Linked DNA regions of Mus musculus: regions 1 and 3 are each linked to region 2. Evidence: chromatin contacts called from public Hi-C and HiChIP or PLAC-seq data. All regions are on one chromosome and are shown on one strand. Each heading gives the region's core, a stretch centred on a gene start, on an enhancer-like site or on the middle of the called end of the contact. The rest is flanking DNA. Distances are from core to core; before and after follow the strand shown. Region 1 holds the start of Ddx1 (DEAD box helicase 1). Region 2 holds the start of Mycn (v-myc avian myelocytomatosis viral related oncogene, neuroblastoma derived). Region 3 has its middle 27 kb from the start of Gm34637.

Evidence for each region. A called contact is a pair of places that touch in the nucleus more often than the background predicts. HiChIP or PLAC-seq counts read pairs in DNA pulled down with a chosen protein or histone mark.
Region 1: a Hi-C map of embryonic stem cells shows a contact between it and region 2, with 2.8 times the contacts expected there. The contact joins the promoter of Ddx1 here to the promoter of Mycn in region 2. A contact is called at or near these places in 2 of 39 promoter capture datasets (cranial neural crest and neural stem cells), 1 of 484 Hi-C or Micro-C datasets (embryonic stem cells), 5 of 115 datasets of contacts at active chromatin or transcription factors (embryonic limb bud, embryonic stem cells, extraembryonic endoderm stem cells and 2 more) and 2 of 9 other capture datasets (adipose tissue and liver).
Region 3: an H3K27ac HiChIP or PLAC-seq map of extraembryonic endoderm stem cells shows a contact between it and region 2. The contact joins the enhancer-like site here to the promoter of Mycn in region 2. A contact is called at or near these places in 11 of 39 promoter capture datasets (the C10 cell line, the HPC-7 cell line, Sertoli cells and 8 more), 3 of 15 datasets of contacts at CTCF or cohesin (the NIH/3T3 cell line, embryonic stem cells and large pre-B cells), 8 of 484 Hi-C or Micro-C datasets (Sertoli cells, bone marrow-derived macrophages, embryonic stem cells and 4 more), 27 of 115 datasets of contacts at active chromatin or transcription factors (the 230-238 cell line, cardiomyocytes, craniofacial prominence and 15 more) and 2 of 9 other capture datasets (adipose tissue and pancreatic islet).

What each region holds. Positions count from the first base shown.
Region 1 is chr12:13,246,925-13,250,615 of GRCm38.p6, reverse strand. Ddx1 (DEAD box helicase 1) reads left to right here and starts at 1,442. Exons shown (of 26, transcript NM_134040.1): 1 at 1,442-1,512. The coding sequence starts at 1,497.
Region 2 is chr12:12,939,695-12,943,170 of GRCm38.p6, reverse strand. Mycn (v-myc avian myelocytomatosis viral related oncogene, neuroblastoma derived) reads left to right here and starts at 1,335. Exons shown (of 3, transcript NM_008709.3): 1 at 1,335-1,535; 2 at 2,685-3,476. The coding sequence starts at 2,778. RefSeq lists an enhancer at 536-564.
Region 3 is chr12:12,641,400-12,645,015 of GRCm38.p6, reverse strand. No RefSeq gene overlaps it. Among named protein-coding and RNA genes, the nearest start is that of Gm34637, 27 kb to the left of the region's middle. Within about 2 kb of position 1,710, at least 12 of the 459 cell types and tissues checked have an H3K27ac peak or open chromatin away from gene starts, as enhancers often do. A contact at or near this core is called in the HPC-7 cell line and extraembryonic endoderm stem cells, where this site is marked.

The DNA.
Region 1 (3,691 bases), core at 193-2,692, 310 kb before region 2:
TTGTGTCAGGTCCCAACGACCCTGGAACAAAAGGCTAACTGTGGTGTCGCATATCATAGCTCACAATGGCCTCTCAGCTCACTCAGCACCTGTGTTTCCTCTCTGCTCTTCTCACCCTGCCCCCCTCCTACCCTAAACCTCTCCAACCCAGGGGCTTCCCTTCCCTCCCCCAGCTTCTAAATCAACCCCTGCCGTTTTAGCTATGTGCTCTGCCATTTTAGCCATGTGCTCTCCTGGTTCTTCTTCCTCTCTTGGCTTGCTTGGTTCTCTTGGTCTTTCTTGCCTTCTTGGTGTTCTTGGTTCTCTAGATCCCTTCTTGCCCTTCTCTCTTCTCTTCCTCTCTCACTGTCCCTCCCTCTCTCCTCTCATGGCCAAGTCTATTCTGCTGGCCACCTTCATGCCACCATTTTTTCTACTCTGGACTTTTCTAGATGCTTCTGACTGTATTCTCTACCATATCCACAACAAAACCCTTCTTCTTAACTATACCTTGGAGCAGGCATGCCCTATTTCCATCCACTTTATGTATTTTACTTAATACTCACCACGAGCTTATCACATATCTATCCATCATGATATATCCATTCATGTTAATATTTATCATCTATTTTATAGATGAATGAACTGGAGCGCAGAGAAGTTCTACGATTTTAGGATCGCACAGCTAGCCTGTAGCAGGGCTAGAATTCAAACCCATGATATCTGTCTCTCAAGTTTGTGCTTCTAGCCCTAAGTTGCCTAAAGGTTTCCTGTTTCTCCCCAATTTCTGGACAGGCTACAGAGAGCACAGAATGGTCCTTAGAGTTAGGTAGATCCCCGATTGCCATTGTCTGTGGCATTACATAATCTATTAACATTCCCGAATCTTAGTTGTTTATCTGATGACTCCAACACACCCCTTACATAGTATGGAGATGAGCCATAATCCCTTTACTGATCCAGCTCTCTAAAGGGAGGGGGTACTTAAAATAATTTGCCTGTCACGCCTGAAATGTCAGAGCTACATTAAACATGGTTGAATGAAAGGAACATATACCACTAATTTTTCCAATAAAAATATTTAACAGGTCCTGTGGGTTACGAACACTCGCTAGTCTTGGTTGGCTGGGCAATGAATTCAATGTATTCTTAAGTCATTCCCAAACTGCTTGGCTCTGCTCATCCTTGTGAGATTGAAGTCAGAGGGCCCAGTTTTACTATCAGGACAGCCTGATCCATTGTTTGAGATCTCAGTATCACACGACTTCCTCTGGGTACATCGTAACTCTGAAGATGGATATCAATAACAGGGCTTGGCTATTAGGGAAAGCAAAGTCTACAGGCCCTGAGTGAACCACCCGGAGGGTCTTTTCGTCCTCGGAACCTTTCTCCTGGGTCTGTATCCTCGTCCGGAATCGGAACACCGAAGAGCTCGAGCCGGAAGCGCGCGCCGCCGCGGCCCCGGCGTGTCTGGAAGGAGGGAATCGCCCGGGCCCGCAGCGGAGGAGTGCGGGAAGATGGCGGCCTTCTCCGGTTCGTTGTGGGAAGCTAAAGGGTTACGAACGAGTCGCCTCGACCCACAGGGAGCGGGTGGAGTGTGCTGCTGTGGCAGTGGGGTCGGTGGGATGGTGGGAGAGCTGTCTCCGCCTGGGGCCCTGCGCGGTGGGGCAGGGACGGTGGGTTCAGGCCGGGCTTTTCCCCGCCGGCAGCGCCCGGGAGTCTTTGCTAAGCGGCTTCTCCTTCCTCCCTTCTGCCTTCGGCTTTCCCGCCGAGCACTCACCTGTCGCGTCCCGTGGCGTCTGCGCTCGCCTGGTCCAGTTTTCTGCCTCTCTGACGTGGCGGTGACTGTTGGGAACCCTTTTCTGTCTCGGGTCCTGGCCAGGATGAGCAGCCGCTGAGCGTGGGGGAAGGGGACATTTGGGGCAAAGATGATGTTGTCCTGCTTGGATTTATCCCCCTAGGTCTTTACAAAATAAATAAATAAATACATGAATACATAAAGCTGCTGATAGTAAAAATGATCGGCATTCGGGAAGCTGGACACTTCGAGAGTTAGCATTGAATGGCAAAGCTAAAGAAAAATATTTTTTTCCTCACGGACTAAATATAATTTTTGAGAATTAGTTACTTGCTTTGTGATACCAAACAGGATTTGGGATGGGGTACTGAACCCACCAGTTAATATTTCTTGTTTTCTCTATTAACCTCTTACCACCCACACACAATTTGGAAAGTTCCAACCAGCCTTGAATATACTAAATATCGTCTTTCCTTCTCAATACATACATATGTGCATATGTACATAAATATATACATATATATGTACACATACACATATGTAAATGAACAGATAAAATTAAATGTACTATCTTTTTGTGTTATTAACCTATTTAAACGACATTATACTATTGTTGGCTGTTTCCTTTTTCTCCTGTAAGAATATCAGGAATTCCAAATCTCAGGCTTCAGGGGAAAGCATTTCTTTTAAAGTCACTTCTGAGAGGAATTCTGTCACTTAACACAATTTTTAGCCCCGAGATCTGTCAGGGGGTTGTAGGTCATTGTTTTATAGGCACACATTTTTGGGAGAAATGCACAAATTTAAGGACAAGACAATATTCTGATATGAACAAAAGTAGAAGAATTTGAATATGTATCTGTTTCTCCTTAAAGAGTTTAACTGTTAAACTGTGAAAGACAAGTTTTCTGTAGAAAATAGACCTAGCAAATGACCAGGATCCTGTAAGATACAGCCTAAAATTTGCCAAGCAATTCGTGGTTGCTGTTTGTGACAGTCTTGCACGCACCTTGCAATATTCTGTGTGTAGCATATTTTAGACCATCACTTTCTTTTTTTTTTTTTTTTTTCTACATTGCTATTTATATCTCCATGTCAGGGGAACAGGGGTCTTTCCAAGCAGAGGTCAAGTCAGCTTGCTAGAGTTGGTCCTCTCCCACCTTGTGGGACCAGGGACTTGGGTCTTCAGGCTTGGTGGCAAGTGCCACTGAGCCTGGCCCATTGCCCCCCTTTTCCCAGTAGTTTTCATTCTAGGAGACAGAATGTAACTAGACTCTTAACTGGCATAGTTGTTAGGCAAGTCAATCTTGTTGTTCATCTTTATGGCTCAATTAGTTTGTCTGAGCAAGGGAAGGTTTAGCATCTACCTATAACTGATTTCACTTGAATGATAAAATGGCAGAACACTCAGGAACTGCCTACGCTATCCATTTATGACCGACCTTTATGCAAAATCATTTAAAATAAACAGTGTGGCCATGCCTTTAATCCCAGGCCTCGGGAGGCAAAGGAAGGCAGATCTCTGAGTTTGAGCCCAGCCTGGTCTACAGAGTGAATTCCAGGACAGCCAGGGGAAATCCTGTCTCAAACCAAAAAAGAAAGAAAAGAAAAGAGAAGAGAAGAAAAAAGGGGAAAGGGAAAGGAAAGAAGAAAGAAAGAAACCAAAGGGACATAGCATATCTTCACCTGACAATTTCCATTGGCATGACCCCCCCCCCCTTCAGTTAACTAGAATTTGTTTTTATTGTTAAAAATAAAAACTATTTCTCAACCTTAGAGAAACAAAATCTTCCTTAAAACAAAGTCTGTTACTATGAAAACACTCTCTTTTTTCACACCCCTTGGGCTATGCAGTATAGAGATTGGCTGATAGGCTGTGTAAACTTAGCAAGAAAGACCCCAATACCAAGGTTG
Region 2 (3,476 bases), core at 86-2,585:
GATAAATCCCACCCTACTGAGAATGTGTGTTGAAAAAGGGCTTCACCCAGGGACCCAGGTTACTCCTGGAAAGTTTTGTGGGGCAAGAGCATTTATTTTTAGCCCCACATTTAGGAAACAAACCTTTTAGCATGCTTGCCTAGACAGAAGTGAGACGCTGTGGGATGGGGAGGGAGGGAAATGTGCCCACGGCTGTGAGGAAAGAATACACGCACCCTGCTCTAGTCTAAATAAGATGTCGCGCTCTCTCTGTTCACGCCAGCTCGTAAGTGAGGCAAATGGGACACAAAGAGGCCAAATTAATGATGGCTTTCCTTGATGTCACCATCCGTAGGAACTCGAGGTATACAGAGCAGTCAGTGATTTGGGCAAGGAAAGCAGCGGTCCGTAATTCAACCCTGGCTTCGGAAAGGCTTTTGTTGGGAACGGTGGGCGCGACTTCAGGGGACGTCCCTCCACGCGTTTCACAATCCCTTCCGCGGTAGCAAGGATTCGCTAATTGTCTCGCGGGGGTGGCCCCACTCGGGCTCCGAGGCTGGGCGGTGCGGCTCCGCTTTCTGCTTGGTCTCCGCGAGGTGTCGCCTTCGGCCGAAGAAAGCGGTAAGGCGCCACCCTCGTAGCCCGCACTTATTTATTTTCAAACAAGGGGGGCGCCCCTTCCTTTCAATTTGAAACTAGAAACCTCCTGCGGTCTGTTTCTACGTGGGCGCGTCCTCGGCCTCCCATTTTGCACTCCTGTGTCGCCTTCCTTCGAGATCACACACGAACAGCCCCTCGACCAGGCCTTGTTCCACTTTAGCCTGGAGCTCATCTTTCACACAAACATACACTCGCGCGCAGTCCACGCAGGGACTGGGCTAGAAACCTCTTTTCCCATTCCCAGAACACACCCAGCGACCTTTAAAAAAAAAAAAACACGGAGTGCAGCGGGTGCAAGCCAGGGGGTCCAAAAGGGAGGGGGAAGCACTCCTCGGGTTTCCCAGCTTTGCTGCTTGCAGTCTGAAAAACGAGAGGGGGGAGGGGGAGAGAGGGAGGGACGGAGGGGGAGAGGAGAGGAGGGGAGGAGGGGGAGAGGAGAAGAGGGGAGGAGGGAAGGGAGAGAGAGAGAGAGAGAGAGAGAGAGTCGGAAAAAAAGAGAAAAGCAAATGGCTTTTGGCGCGAAAGGCTTTGGCGCCTCCCCTGATTTTTATGGAAATCAAGAGGGCGGGGAAAAGCCTCTTGCCTCTGCCTTTCTCCCTCCCCCTCGTCTGCGCCACAGCCCCCTTCTCTCCCCGCCCCCCGGGTGTGTCAGATTTTTTCAGTTAATAATATCCCCCGAGCTTCAAAGCGCAGCCAGTGACAGTCATCTGTCTGGACGCGCTGGGTGGATGCGGGGGGCTCCTGGGAACTGGGTTGGAGCCGAACGAGCGCTAGCCAGGCGTAAGCGCGCACACACTGCAGCCGCCGGAGGACAACCCCCTCCCGCCGCCGCTCCCTCAGCCCACCCGGAGACCCCAGCCCCGAGTCGCCTCCGGATCCCCGGCAGTCTGCGGGAGGTAAGAAGCGGTACTTGCGAAGCTTCGAGCGCCCGGGGAACGGCGGAGCGCTGCGGCTAGGCAAGCCCCTGGACGCGGCTCCGCACCCTGCACCCAAATATGCCGGGCTTTTCTGGGGGAGGGGGTAAGGGGGCAACACACCGCGTCTGCTTCCGAAACAAAACCATCTGGGTTTTTTGTTTTTTTTTTTTTCCTGAAAAGCCTATTCAGCACCCGAAGGCACCCTGGCTGGAAGAGACCCGCCCTAATCCCTTTTACAGCCCTGGCCCAGGCAGAGAAATAGCTTTAGCGAAAAGAAATTCGCCCGGCTCCACAAGATTTGTCTGAGTGTGAGGTGACTGGGAACCGGTGCGTCCCCACCCCAAGCTGGGGTTCTCCAAAAGGTGCCGCGGGGAAAGAAGGAAAAGGGGTTAGGCGAAGCTAGGTGCCTGAGTGATAATGTAGGTCACGGCTGCTCCGGCTTAGGAGACGCGATTCTCGCCGGCGACCCTGCACCATTCCTAGGGATGGGGTTCAGCCTTTCCCCCCGCCTGTTGAAGAGGTTGAGGTCTCTGAAGGAAGGGGAATGGAAAGGGTATAGGTATAGGCAGCGATGAGTACCAAGGGTATCTGCCAAGATTGAGGCTCTAGGTCTAGGTGGAGAGGGTTGTATGTAATTGCCTGTTGTTGGTCTGACTGGAGAAAGGCCCTTAATAATTAATAAAGTTTCCTGAACCCCGTTAGCGTTTGCGCTCCCGTGATCGCATTTCTGCAAAAGGGGAATGAAAGGTACTTCAATCCCATGCCTGGTAGCTGGGCTAGAGAGCAAGGACTTCCTTTAAGCAACTAGTGCAAGTGGGGTAGTCGCGCTAGTAAGAGCTGAGATCTGCAGCTTGAACAGCCCCCCTCCCCCAGGCAGTGCCTTGTGTGAATGAAACGGCAGTTTCCAAAGTTGCAGAGAGCCACACCACCCCCTGCATCTGCAAGCCCCCTCCCACTCCCAGTCTTAGACAGCTTGTACACAAAAGGAGGGAGTAGGGGAGACGCTCAACTTTCTCCCACCTTCCAGAGCTGTGGGGAGCTTGCAGAAGAGATTGGGGGCTCCCACTGCCTGTCCCCACCAACCCACCCCTTTGGCTCATTCTCTCTTGGTTTGCCTATTGGTTGTAGAGTTGGAGGTTGGCGCGACTCTGCTGCTCTCCACGGGAAGGAAGCACTCCCCCATATTAAAAAGAGCGGAGATATTAAAAGAGAGGCGAACCCATGCCCAGCTGCACCGCGTCCACCATGCCGGGGATGATCTGCAAGAACCCAGACCTCGAGTTTGACTCACTGCAGCCCTGCTTCTACCCGGACGAAGATGACTTCTACTTCGGCGGTCCCGACTCGACCCCACCGGGGGAGGACATCTGGAAGAAGTTTGAGCTGCTGCCCACGCCCCCGTTGTCGCCCAGCCGCGCCTTCCCAGAGCACAGCCCGGAGCCTTCGAATTGGGCTACGGAGATGCTGCTGCCGGAGGCCGACCTGTGGGGCAACCCGGCCGAGGAGGATGCGTTCGGTCTCGGGGGCCTGGGTGGCCTCACTCCTAATCCGGTCATCCTTCAGGACTGCATGTGGAGCGGCTTCTCTGCCCGCGAGAAGCTAGAGCGCGCAGTGAACGAAAAACTACAGCACGGCCACGGGCCCCCGGGCGTCAGCTCAGCCTGCTCGGCTCCCGGAGTGGGTGCCAGCAGCCCCGGGGGCCGTGCCCTTGGTGGGTCGTCGAGTGCTAGCCACACCGGGGCCACCCTGCCTACCGACCTCTCCCACCCGGCTGCCGAATGTGTGGACCCCGCCGTGGTCTTCCCCTTCCCGGTGAACAAGCGAGAGTCGGCGTCGGTGCCCGCTGCCCCCACTAGCGCCCCGGCGACCAGCGCTGCGGTCACTAGTGTGTCTGTTCCAGCTACTGCCCCGGTGGCTGCT
Region 3 (3,616 bases), core at 461-2,960, 300 kb after region 2:
TGAATCATAACATAAATATTGGTGTATTCTGATGGTCTTAGGCAACTCCTGTGAAAGGATCATTTGACACCTCCGAAGGGGTCATAGTCCACAGGTTCATGATCCTCTCCTGTCTCGCCACCATTTTAAAAATAGTAACTGCATCAGTAATTGGTCTGTAGTATGGACTCCGAGGGGAGAAATTGGAAGAAAGTAGATAAAAATAACACGTGGGTTTTCAGCTTCTCCCTCACCTTCTTGCACTAAGCCTGGGGTAGAAGTGGGATTTCGAGGTCATAGTGTTCCCTGGATGAGTTTTTCCAATTCTTTGGAAGAACATCCAGTCCCACTGTCTTTGGGGGACAGTGTCCAAGACTTGAAGAATCTAAAGCATGAATACACTTTTAGTATCTTCCACCATTGGTTTCTATTTTCATGCTACCTACAATCTAAGAAATGTAAGGAGATCTTAATATCTAAAAAAGAGAAATTATTACATTGTGTGTGTGTGTGTGTGTGTGTGTGTGTGTGTGTGTACATGAACGTGTGTTGAGTGCTTTGGGAGTTAGTTTCTCTTCTTTCTTCCACCATGTGGGTCCCAGGCAATGAATTCAGGTTTTCAGGCTCAGCAGCAAAGCACCTTTTCCAGTTGAGCCGTCTCATAGGCCAGCCCATGAAATTTTAAAACACAGTTAAAATAAATGTCAAGACAGTGAAAATGAGACCCCTTTCTCTAGCTGCTGCACCTAGCTTCAGAAAGTAGGAAATGCTTTTGAAGGGGAAAAATCCAGGCTTTTTTTTTGTATGTCTCTGCATCTCTGACACTGTGTGCTTCAGTCTTGTTCAGTCATTAAGGATGTGTGCTGGTCCCTGTGTTTTTGCAGCTAGCTAGCATTTGTGGAAAGCGGCTGAGGAGGCAAGCAAGCCTGGTGGAAAAGGATGTTCAGACCCAAAGTGAAAGGTCCACCCTGAACAAAGAGAAAGAAACTGAGATGTAGGATCCGCAAAACGGGGTTGGGGCCGGGGCTGCTCCAGGTTGACCCCTTTCTCAAGCCTTACATATCATATTTTTGGACATCTAAGATATCTCCACTAGTAATTTTACTGACATTTCTAGGTGGGTTTTTTTTTTTTTTTAAATCTTCTTAACTAGAACACTTCTAACTCTGGAGCTAACCAGTATCTGGGCAACCCTGGCATGCATGCCCCGGAAACCGGCACTTTTGCCAACTATATGTTTGGTTCGGATCTTGCATATGGCGTGCACAGCATGCTCACCACGGAGCTGGAGGACAGAGGCTGGGCACTCCCGCCTGCTTTGGGAGAGTCTGGTTAGCTGCAGAACTGTTTTCACTCCAAGACATCTCAATCAGCAAGGCCTCCAACAACTTTTATTCTTTTCTTTTTCTTTAGCACTGTCCTCTCATTGCTTGTGTTGGAGGGATCAGAACTGTGAGGGAGTCTTTCATCCTGTCCAGGGAGTTGGTGGGGAGCTGAACCAGGACGACAGGATTTGGAACCTGAGAGGGCGTCTTTTTGTCTGCAGTGGCCTATCGCCACTCAAATCCAGTGTGTAGGTTAATAAGGCTTAAACTTTAAAGGAAGGTTGAACATCTGATTGACAAGCTGGAGAATACGAGTCCAGGGGGGAAGTTCTGGGCTTGGAAACTTCCCCATTTCCTGAGATGTGGTTGAATTTTAAAGAGCCCTTGTCTTAAGCAGGGGCAAACACCTCGAGAGGTTGGCCTGCATGGAAATGCCCAAGTATCTCTGCTCAGTCAGTTTCTAGAGGCCCCAAGACTGACAGCTGTTTAATCAATAGCTATTGTCTATTGTCCTTAAATCAAAGAGTGGTTAGAAAGCCCCATCTAAGCCAGAATTATCAGCTGTAAATACGGTCTTCTGATTCAAGGTGGTTGAAATGACTTGTAATGACACTACACTTGGAGGGTTAAAGAACACTTTTTTTCTTTGTGGTGAGCAGTGCATGAATGCATGCTGCCTTTAGAACTGACAATGCCTCAAATAAGGCTGTGTTGTTCCCTTTTTTATCTCCTACTAGGTCTAAAATAATATCTATACTATATACCTGGAGATGTTTCAAGCTTCAGGACTTGCTTCTGAGTGTCCCAAACAACACAAAGACAAACGTGAGACTTCCATCCAGGCATTCTGTGAGCATGTGCACAGAACCATGAGCCCTGGTAGCCTAAGACTGACTCTCACTGCAGGCTGCAGAGTTCCCTTTTGATCGAAGAGAGGTCCGTAGTCATACTGAATAGGTCAGGTGAACTTGGTTAAACACTGAACTCCCTAAACAAGGTTTTAATATAATTGGTTCTCATGTATCTATGAAAGTGTAGTTAGTATCTCTCTGTCTCTTTCTGTGTTTTTCTTTTCACTCCTACCATCCTAAAAGTAGTAATCTGTGACTCAAGTTTTCTTTTTAAATTTTATGCTAGAAATATTTAATATTATTTAAACATTATTGTGTCTGATAGGAACTATTATTTACATATGTGATTATGTGTGGTTGGCCATTTTCCAATTGGGAATATTTAAAATATTTGCTGTGTTTCCAATTATGGCTGAAATTCACTAAGTTGTATCATCCACATAATTTTCAGCAATAGAAAACTGGGGAAGAACATAAGGACCCTTGCCACCTGCTATTCTATAAGTTCCCACAAAGGGCAGTGTTTGTTCAGTTCATCAGAACTTTATTTTGCTTTACCATCACTGAGTGATGTTGTGGGTTTGGACACACATGTGCCTGGTACGTGTGGAAGGCCACCTTCACAGAGTTGGTTCTCTCCTTCCATCTTTGTGTGAGTTCCAGGATTTAACTCGATCATCAGGCTTGAGCCATCTCATGGGTGCAAGTCATCAGGACGTTAGTGTAGCAGCTACCCCTGACTCGGCCAGCCTTAGAGGCCATCAGATTTTTGGAACTTCAGTGCCTTTGTGTATGTAGCAAAATGATGCCACACAGTAAATTGAATTCATATTTCTTTTTCCTTCCTTCCTTCCTTCCTTCCTTCCTTCCTTCCTTCCTTCCTTCCTTCCTTCCTTCCTTCCATCCTTTCTTTCCTCTTTATTTTATTTTATTTTATTTATTCTTCTCTCATACATTACATCCAGACCAAAGTTACCCCTCTCTTCACTCCTCACAATTCTCTCTTCATGTCCCTTCTGGACAATGCATCCCAGTAGTAGAGAAAGGGCCTCAGGAGCAGATAAAAGAGACAGAGACACCTCCCCACTTTCTGTTAGGAGTTCTACAAGAACACCAAGTTACACAAAAGTAACACGTATGCAGAAGACCTATCTCAGACCCTGATTGTTGCTTCAGTCTCTGTGAGCCCTTATGAGCCCTGCTTAGTTGATTCTGTGGGAGTGGTCTCTTGATGTCCTCAATTCCTCTGGCTCCTACAGTTCTTCCTCTTCTCTTCTATGAGATCCCCCAAGCTCTCCCTAATGTTTGGTTTGTGGCTCTCTGAATCTTCTCCCATCAGTTGCTGAATGAAGCCTCTCTGATGACAATTGGAGTAGGCACCTTGTTAGGAGTTATTTTACTGACTTTTGTCTTTGGCCAGGAACCTGATCTTGTCTTCTTTGATTTTTCATGAGATAAGTG